Regions from separate parts of the Sus scrofa genome. Here region 2 is linked to region 1. The links are chromatin contacts, called in public HiChIP or PLAC-seq maps. All regions are on one chromosome and are shown on one strand. The core of a region is the stretch at or near the end of the contact, and the rest is flanking DNA. Distances in the headings are between cores, read along the strand shown.

Region 1 (4,523 bases), core at 1,973-4,472:
ACGGCAACACCAGATCGTTAACCCACTGAGCAAGGACAGGGACCGAACCCGCAACCTCATGGTTCCTAGTCAGATTCGTTAACCACTGAGCCACAACTGGAACTCCCACATGTGCAGTTTTTGCTTGTTTTTTTGTCTTTTGTCTTTTTAGGGCTGCACCCACGGCATATGGAGGTTCCCAGGCTAGGGGTCTAATTGGAGCTGCAGCTGCTAGCCTATGCCACAGCCACAGCAACGCCAGATCCGAGCTGTGTCTGCAACCTACACCACAGCTCACAGCAATGCCAGATTCTTAACCTACTGAGGCCAGGGACTGACTCCGAAACCTCATGGATCCTATCAGATTCGTTTCTGCTGTGCCACGACAGGAACTCCACATGGGCAGTTTTAAGTAGCCATTCTGGTGGCAGTATGGAGCACAGGGCAGCAGGGAAGGAGATGATAAGGCCTGGTCTAAGGTAGCAGCGGTGAGGAGAAGCAGCAGAAGGAATGGGTACAAGGACTCCTTAGGAGTTAGAATCAATGACCTGGTAATGGACTAATGACACAGGAGGCGATGAGAGAAGGGTACAGATAACAGGAAGATTTCTGGCCTGAATTTTTAGGTGGAACGTGGGAGTCATTCACTAAGACAAATGTACAAAGGAGAAAGAGAAGCTGGCAGGGACAGTAATAGGTTTGGTTTTGGACACGTTGAGTTTGAAATGCCAATGGAGGCTGAGGAATCTAGGACACAGTCTGACAAATATGTCCAGAGCTCAGAATAGAGATCTGAACTGGAGAAGTAGATTTAGGTGCAATCAAGAGGTAGAAAGTAGCTGAAAACATGGGTGCAGAGAGAACTGATGGACAGTATGTCCAAAATATTAGCCAACTATTAGGTGAAGAGGACAGAAAATTAAAGAAAGATCAGCAAAGGGGACTTGATAGGCAGATACTGGCTCTATCAATAATTTCCACATAAGAAACCAAGCCCCACTCATCTGTGCCAACTCACACTGGATTCTGTTGCGGCCGAAGTGGGGGCAAGCTTCCCAGGCCCTTCTCCCAAGCAGCTACAGCCATGGCAATCTCCTCCTCAGATAGGGTAGCCAGCTCCTCCTCCTATGAAGAGTAGAGAGTATCCCTCACTGGGTGACGGCCGGGGGGGAGGAGCCCATAAAGAAATTCTCTCTTTGCTTTCCAACAACGGAAAAAGTTAGTAGCCTCGCTCAAAAGCGCTCTTCAAGTCACCGCCCACCTGAAGCACTGAGGCTCTGTGGGAACCCCTCTGCTTTGTTCCAAACCTCAGGCTCATTGCTGACAGCTCTCCCCTCAAGGAAGCTGGGCTGGGGCTGCTTTTGGAGGTAGGGCCGGAGGGCCAGCACACCCTGCTGCTTCAGCACAGTCTCCACAGCTCGCTGACATGGCTCCTGAGAACTCAGCGTCTGGAACCAGCTGTGCAGGGTACCCAGCTCCTCTGTGGGCAGGGGAGAAAAGAGGCAATCAGCAAGACCTAACATGGGAAGATGGGAGGGTGGCCCAACCCCTTCTTTTTTTTTTTTTTTTTTTTTTTTTTTGGTTTTTTAGGGCCACACCCAAGGCATATGGAAGTTCCCAGGCTAGGGATCGAATCAGCCGGGCTACACCACAGCCACAACAACACCAGATCCAAGCCTAGTCTTTGAGCTACATGGCAGCTGGCGGCAACGCCAGATCCTTAACCCACTGAGTGGGGCAGGGGATCAAACCCTCGTCCTTATAGATACTAGTCCAGTTTGTTACCACTAAGCCACAATGAGAACTCCAGCCTCTTCTTCATGAAGTTTCTCCAGCTGGCTTTCCCAGTTCCCTCAGCCCTCTTTCTGCTATAGCTGCCCATCAAGCTACACCTCAAACTGGTTCCTCATTATTCACCTACCCACTCTGTTACCCCTACACCAAGCTCCTGGTGTTGGAGCTAGGGGTGAAGCAATGGGCAGTTCTCACCAGGAAGGTAGGCTGGGTCTTGGAGTAACGGGTACAGCGCTCCCCACAAAACAATGTCAGCTAAAGATTCTGTCTCCTTTGTTGAGAAAAGCAAAGAAAGAGGCAGGTGAGGCACTCAGTTTCTTCCCAATGAATGTCACATTTCATACATTTGCTACACACTTACAAGGTATCAAGCACCGTATTAAGCATATTTTAATTATCTCAGTCTTCACAACCCACTGAAGTGAATGCTAATATTACCCCCTTTCAAAGATGAAAAACTGAAGGTTTGAATTTATTGAGGTCTCTTTGTTGCTGCTCTTTTTTTTGTTTTTTTTGTCTTTTAGGGCCACTCCTGCAGCATGTAGAAGATCCCAAGTTAGAACTATATCCGCCAGCCTACGCCACAGCCACAGCAATGTGGGATCTGAGCAGCATCTGTGCCCTACACCACAGCTCCTGGCAACGCCGGGTCCTTAACCTACTGAGCGGGACCAGGGATCAAACTTGCATCCTCATTGATACTAGTCGGGCTTGCTATCACTGAGCCACAACGGGAACTTCCAAGTGTAGTGAGTTTTAAAGGTTACACTGCTAGTTGAGAGGCAGTTTGGGGGTCGGAACTCTGAATACAGTGTTCTTTCCTAACTCTCATACCACACAGCTTTCCCCAATCCCCATCTCAAGGCCCAACTCACCCCAGCCAGGAAAGGACAGCTCCGACGACTCAGGCTGTGGTCAATATGAGTCAGGGCTCTCCGGACTGGGCCAAGAACATCTTCCCCCTTCTTCCCCTGGACCACTAAATAGTACAGGGCAGCGGACAAAGCTGGCTAAAATGCGGGAGACACAAGTCAGGATGGCCATGCAAAGCAATGGCCTGCCTGCCTGTGATTCCCCCACATCTCAGTCTTACCTGCAGCTCTGTTGCTTCCCATTCCAGCCACTGGTTGGTGAGGTCATCTTGCTCCCACCCAGACAACAGAAAGAAGTATCTAACCAGGGAGAGAGCAACAGAAGGTAGAATGAGAGGGGCCTGTTTCTCACCCCCTAGTGAAACAGTGATTGTAAATAAGGCCACAGAGGACAATAATCCCTGATTTTATTCAGCCACCTCCCTGAATCAAGGACCAATACTGACCGACAGATTGCACTGGCGGAGAAGAGGTAGTTGCCACTATCCAGTTGCAAGACAGGGACCTTAGGCCGAGTCAGGAATGGAACCACACACTCTGATGCAGAACAGGAAAATGGGTGAAATACAGGGAAAAGAAAACAAATACTCTGTCAACTTAGAAGGACAACTTCACAGTGTTGGGGGCCTGGGGGAAGAAAGATGGGCCGTCTCAAGGAGAGGTTCCAGGATAGGACCACTGAAAGGGGGTGGGTCCAGAATACGCTGGAGAGACCAGCAGGTGTTCAGCTGAGACTGCCAGCTGGAAACAACAGATGGGAGTTGCAGACGGGAGGCGGTGGTATTGGGGTAGTGCTGCAGCCAAGAACTGAAACAACTGAAAGTAACTAGGATATCTGAGAGATCTGAGCTACACTGGAAGAACAAAATTAAGAGAACTGGGAGGATGGACAAGAGAACCTCTTAAGAGTCAAACAGATGGCTGGGAATGAGAAGAGGTAAACCGAAGGGAATATGTGTGTCTGGGTTTAGGAGAGGCGAGTGGGGTTTCCTAAGAACAAAGGAAAGGGGTGCCTGGGGAATTGTCATGTGAGTGACTAGCGAGTGTGTGTGGGGTCGGGGGGGAGTGCCGGGTAGGTGTGGGAGGTTAATAAAGGGAAAGAGTTTCACTGAAGTAAGGCGAGGTCCTGGGAAACGAAGAAGGGGAGGCAAAAGATGAGGGAAGGGGACACTGAGGAGAATTAGGTAACCGATGAAAGATGTGACTGGGAGGGAAACGGGATGGGGTGCCCAAGGACATTGCGGGAGAAATCTGACGGGAGTGCATGGTGGGGGGATGGGGGGTGGTAAAAGACAACTGTAGGGTGGGTGTCGGGCGTGTTCGCGTCCCGCCCTCCTCATCCACCGCCCACCAGCACCAGCCCGTCTACCTTCGGGGCCTACAGTGCTGATGAGCAGCTCCACTCTGCCCTGGGCCCTCCCGGCCGCAGCTAGCACAGGCAGGCTCCCCGGGGCGCCCTCGCTCACGAACAATCTCATTTCGCCGTGGGTCCCACGCTGATGCAACCGGAACCGGTCTCCCGCCAGAGGGATAAGCGATTGCCGCGCGGCACGCCGGGAAATGGAGTTCCGACTAAAGCTGTTCCCCGGGCCTGGGTTCCGGAAGTAGACTATTTCTCCCATCATACAACACTAGGAAACAGGAAAAGAGTGCCATAGAGACGAAGAGGCCGTAAACGCAGTGCCAGAGTGGCATCTTTTTGATGGGAGGGCCAGAAAGGACCTTTATGTGTGGGATCCGGCTTGTAATCCTCTAACGCCTCCCGAGAGCGGTGAAGGATACCGAGGGGTACAGTTATCTCGCTGAAGTGGCGACGTCAAGACTGCGGCTACTCGCAATGGCCCACTCTCGATTCGAGCTCATAAGAGAGTTCTGGAA
Region 2 (4,398 bases), core at 708-3,207, 280 kb before region 1:
TTAGACCTTGAGATGTTTCTTACTAGTATCCCAGCTGCCCTTGCCAGCAAGGGCCCAGAGCTAGAACTTTCAGAATGCAACATGGAGTTCCAGCCATGGCTCGGTGGTTAATGAACCTGACTAGTATCCATGAGGACTCAGGTTAGATCCCTGGCTCCGCTCAGTGGGTTAAGGATCCAGCATTGCTGTGGCTGTGGTGTAGGCTGGCAGCTACAGCTCTGATTCGAACCCTAGCCTGGGAACCTCCATATGCTACAGGTGTGGCCCTAAAAAAAAACAAAAGACAAAAAAAAAAAGAATGCAACACAATTTATGTTCATCTCAAGCTTGACATCCTCAGCCAGATGGTTAAGGAGAACAGAAGTTAGGGTGCAAGGAGAGCAAATAGACTAATAGAATGGTTTCAGATATTAGACAGTTTATCATTAATGAGACACTGATCCTTACGTTTCCTTATCCCCATTCCCCCAAAGGGTTGGGAGATAAAGAAGTTGGAGCCAGTAAGACAAGAGAAGCCAGAGAAACCTGCCTATTGCCTACCTAGATGTCTGTGAGTGGGGAACATTTGTTCTGTGGAGGGACAAAGGCTAAGGAAGCTTGCACTGGTGGAAGAGAAGGCCACTCAATGGCCCCATATAAAAAGTTAGAAGGTTTGGACAAGGGCATAGTCATTTTTATGCAATGTGGTGGTAACTTCCTTGCACACACTCATTCCTATATCCATCTGTATATGATGTATATAATAGCGTGCGCGCGCGCGTGCACACACACACACACACACACACCATCTTAGTGCAGAAAAGAAACTTTTTTTTTGGCCCCACCTGTGGCATATGGAAGTTCCCGGCCAGGAACTGAATCCGAGCTGCAGATGTATCAACGTGGGATCGCTAACCCCCTGCGCCTGGTAGGGTTGAACCTGTGCCACCACAGAGACAACTAACTCAACGGATCTCACCCCGCTGCACCACAGCAGGAACTCTGGAAAAGAACCTTAAAGGTCAAGTATTCCTGTTTCCAGCTCATTAATAACCTCTCTGCCAGGAGGTATCTAGATTCTGCTTTAACACTCCCAGGGAGAAATGGAAGTTCTGAAGAGGTGAAGGCACACTACCTTGCCACGCTTCCTGTTGGATTACTGTATTTATCTGCCTTCCATCAGTCCTTTAATGCTAGTTTTGCCCTAAAACGGGTATTGTGTCCTCTCTATTTTATATGATCACGCTGCCGGCTATATCTTTACATATAGCCTTTTCACTACCTTAAAGGGCTAGTGCCTGAGACACCAAAAAAACTCATGTAGCAAAAACCGTACATTTACACAGGAAGTAAGCGTTCGGTAAAAATTTGTTGAATGAGTGAATGAAACAAAGACACAAATGAGAATATGTTTTCCGATGGCGGTGGTACATAAAGGCGACAGCACCTCCTCACGTCCCCAGGCCCCCCACTCTGCATATAGAGTGACAGACGCATAGTGACACTGGAGTTGGCGCTCCGGCTCGGCCTGCAATGGGGAATTGGGATCTGGGTGGCCCAGGTTGCCATGGCACCGTATTGGACTCCACCTTCTCTAGGCTCCCGCCCCCCCCTCGCCAGAGTTACGGCAGCCAGTCACGTGCCCTACAGCGTAACCACACCTCTGCTCCTCCAAGCAGTCAAGCGGTCACGTGTGATAGCAACAGATCACGTGGCTGCCATCGCCCCTCCGCCCCTTTCCCTTCCCCGCCCCCTTCCCGGTCAAATAGGCTCCAAGCTGCCTTTCTGCGCACGCGTACTCTGGTCACGTGTTCCGAACGTCCGGCACATTCGCCCCGCCCTGCCAGTTTCCGCGCGCCTCTTTGGCAGCTGGTCACATGGTGAGGGTGGGGGCAAAGGGGGCCGCTCTAGCCTGCGGCCTATGTCTATGGTCGGGCCCGTAGAGTCCAGCTGCCCCAGACAGAGCTCGAGTGCATGGCGCTGCAAGAACCGGCTCCGGGGCCCCGATAACGGGCCGCCCCCGCAGCTCCTGACACGGGGCGAGGTAAGTGTAGCCCCCTTCCAGGAATAGGGACCATTCTAGTCCTCCCCGGCTTCCTACGCGGGCTGGTCTGGAAGGGTCGCTCGAGGGCGGGAAGTGGTGCAGGGTGTAGTATGTTCCTTTGTGGTCATAGGGAGGTGTAATTTAAAGGACTAGGTGAAGGGTCTTCAATGCAGGGGGTGTGTCGTGTGGGATTTCCCTTGTACAGGGCTTGATAGTCCCAAAGAAGAAGGAATTTTTTAATTCTAGGGCCTCACGTGGCTGGAGGGCTTTTGGTTAATCATTGTGTTACCTAGGGGGGTCGGCCTTATGGAAATTTGGGGAAGGGACGGGATGCTGCTCTTGTTGTCTTTGGGATATGTTTTGTGCGAGACACTTTGTTGCCGCAGGCTCATAACTATTTGAACTCTGGAAGGGAATTTGGTGGCAGGAGTCTCTGTGATTGTAGGGTCTCATCTGGTCTGAGAATGGCTACCTCCCGGTATGAACCAGTGGCGGAGATTGGTGTTGGTGCCTATGGGACCGTGTACAAAGCACGGGATCCCCACAGTGGCCACTTTGTGGCCCTCAAGAGCGTAAGAGTCCCCAATGGAGGAGGTGCTGGAGGGGGCCTGCCCATCAGCACGGTTCGTGAAGTGGCCTTACTGCGCCGGCTGGAGGCTTTCGAGCATCCCAATGTTGTCCGGTGAGAAGAAGGTGGAGGGTTGGGAGTGGGTAGTAAAAAGGAATAGACAACCTGTAGGTGGGGAGTGGTGGTTGAAAGAAGTGGGGACCCTGAAGGAATAGGGGAAGCCATGTTAGGTCAAAGATGATTGATCACTGAGTGACCTTTTGTTCTGGCCAGGCTGATGGATGTCTGTGCCACTGCCCGAACTGATCGAGAGACCAAAGTGACCCTGGTGTTTGAGCATGTGGACCAAGATCTAAGGACATATCTGGACAAGGCACCCCCACCAGGCTTGCCGGTGGAGACCATCAAGGTGAGTAGGATGGACATATACTGAGAAGTAAACTGGGATCTTTGTAGTAGCATCTGTTGTGGCTTCCAGTATGATGCCTAGTTTCCAGTTTCTCTGTACCTCCCCCTTCTAAACCAGGATCTGATGCGTCAGTTTCTAAGAGGCCTAGATTTCCTTCATGCCAACTGCATCGTTCATCGAGACCTGAAGCCAGAGAACATTCTGGTTACAAGTGGTGGGACAGTCAAGCTGGCTGACTTTGGCCTGGCCAGAATCTACAGCTACCAGATGGCACTTACACCTGTGGTCAGTAGAAAGATGGTAGCCAAAATGGCTTCTGGTTAGTGGGAGGAGAATGCTTGCTCGTAGCAGTTGGGAAGTCACGTGTTTTTTACGTGCTTGACTTCAGTGAAGCAGTTGTGCTTCATGGTAAGGAGTAGGGACCTCATCGACCCTTCTTATTCCTATTAGGTGGTTACACTCTGGTACCGTGCTCCAGAAGTTCTTTTGCAGTCTACGTATGCAACACCTGTGGACATGTGGAGCGTTGGCTGTATCTTCGCAGAGATGTTTCGTCGAAAGTATGGGGCCCAAATAACCCATAATTTCCCAAATCTCTTATTCATAAACCACATCCATGTCATGGCCACTCTTCTACTTGAGTACTCCTGACCATCTGGTCTATAACCAGAAGCTCTGAAATATCCTGGAATTAGGAATTCCATAGCTCTTTATTCTACATACCCGATGTTCTGAGCTACTAAGCTGTAATCATTCTTCCACCATATGTTTGAAAATGACTGCTGTCTTATGTCTTTTCTCACCTCAGGCCTCTCTTCTGTGGAAACTCTGAAGCTGACCAGTTAGGCAAAATCTTTGAGTAAGTGATTGGGAAGGGAAAAGAGTTTTCCATTCTTAGTCGTCCTCTTTCTGCTGAGCCCTGGTTGGAAACTGGCTCTGCCCCTGGGGGTGGGGGCTAGAGACGGGCCCTCCTGACCAGAGTTCTCCTGTTTCCCATAGCCTGATTGGGCTGCCCCCAGAGGATGACTGGCCCCGAGATGTGTCTCTACCCCGAGGAGCCTTTTCCCCCAGAGGGCCCCGCCCAGTGCAGTCGGTGGTACCTGAGATGGAGGAGTCTGGAGCACAGCTGCTACTGGTACTGGGCTTGGGTATGGGCACAGGGTGAGATTGGGGTGAAAAAACAGCAGTATAAAAGGGACCCAAACACATTGTGATCACTGAGACTCATTAGTGGATGGGCTAGTTTTCTCTTGCTGCTTTGAATGGCAGTCCACAAAGAGAGATAGAAAAGAACCCATTCTAGATATTGTTAAGGGTGAGTAGAAGTCTATTTTGTTTTCTTCACAGTTTTCTGACCTTTGCCTCCCTTCTTAGGAGATGCTGACTTTTAACCCACAC

What was found. HiChIP or PLAC-seq counts read pairs in DNA pulled down with a chosen protein or histone mark.
Region 2: an H3K27ac HiChIP or PLAC-seq map of alveolar macrophages shows a contact between it and region 1. The contact joins the promoter of CDK4 here to the promoter of ARHGAP9 in region 1. A contact is called at or near these places in 2 of 5 promoter capture datasets (fetal liver and liver), 1 of 47 Hi-C or Micro-C datasets (heart right ventricle) and 1 of 2 datasets of contacts at active chromatin or transcription factors (alveolar macrophages).

The regions. Positions count from the first base shown.
Region 1 is chr5:22,760,878-22,765,400 of Sscrofa11.1, reverse strand. ARHGAP9 (rho GTPase-activating protein 9) reads left to right here and starts at 3,222. Exons shown (of 18, transcript XM_021091869.1): 1 at 3,222-3,582. MARS (methionine--tRNA ligase, cytoplasmic) reads right to left here. Exons shown (of 22, transcript XM_021091867.1): 2 at 4,015-4,517; 3 at 3,092-3,182; 4 at 2,867-2,945; 5 at 2,649-2,783; 6 at 1,969-2,044; 7 at 1,287-1,459; 8 at 998-1,104. The coding sequence starts at 4,270.
Region 2 is chr5:23,039,518-23,043,915 of Sscrofa11.1, reverse strand. It overlaps CDK4 (cyclin dependent kinase 4), which reads left to right and starts at 1,957. Exons shown (of 8, transcript NM_001123097.1): 1 at 1,957-2,023; 2 at 2,469-2,705; 3 at 2,865-3,000; 4 at 3,118-3,285; 5 at 3,451-3,560; 6 at 3,809-3,859; 7 at 4,000-4,135; 8 at 4,375-4,398. The coding sequence starts at 2,488.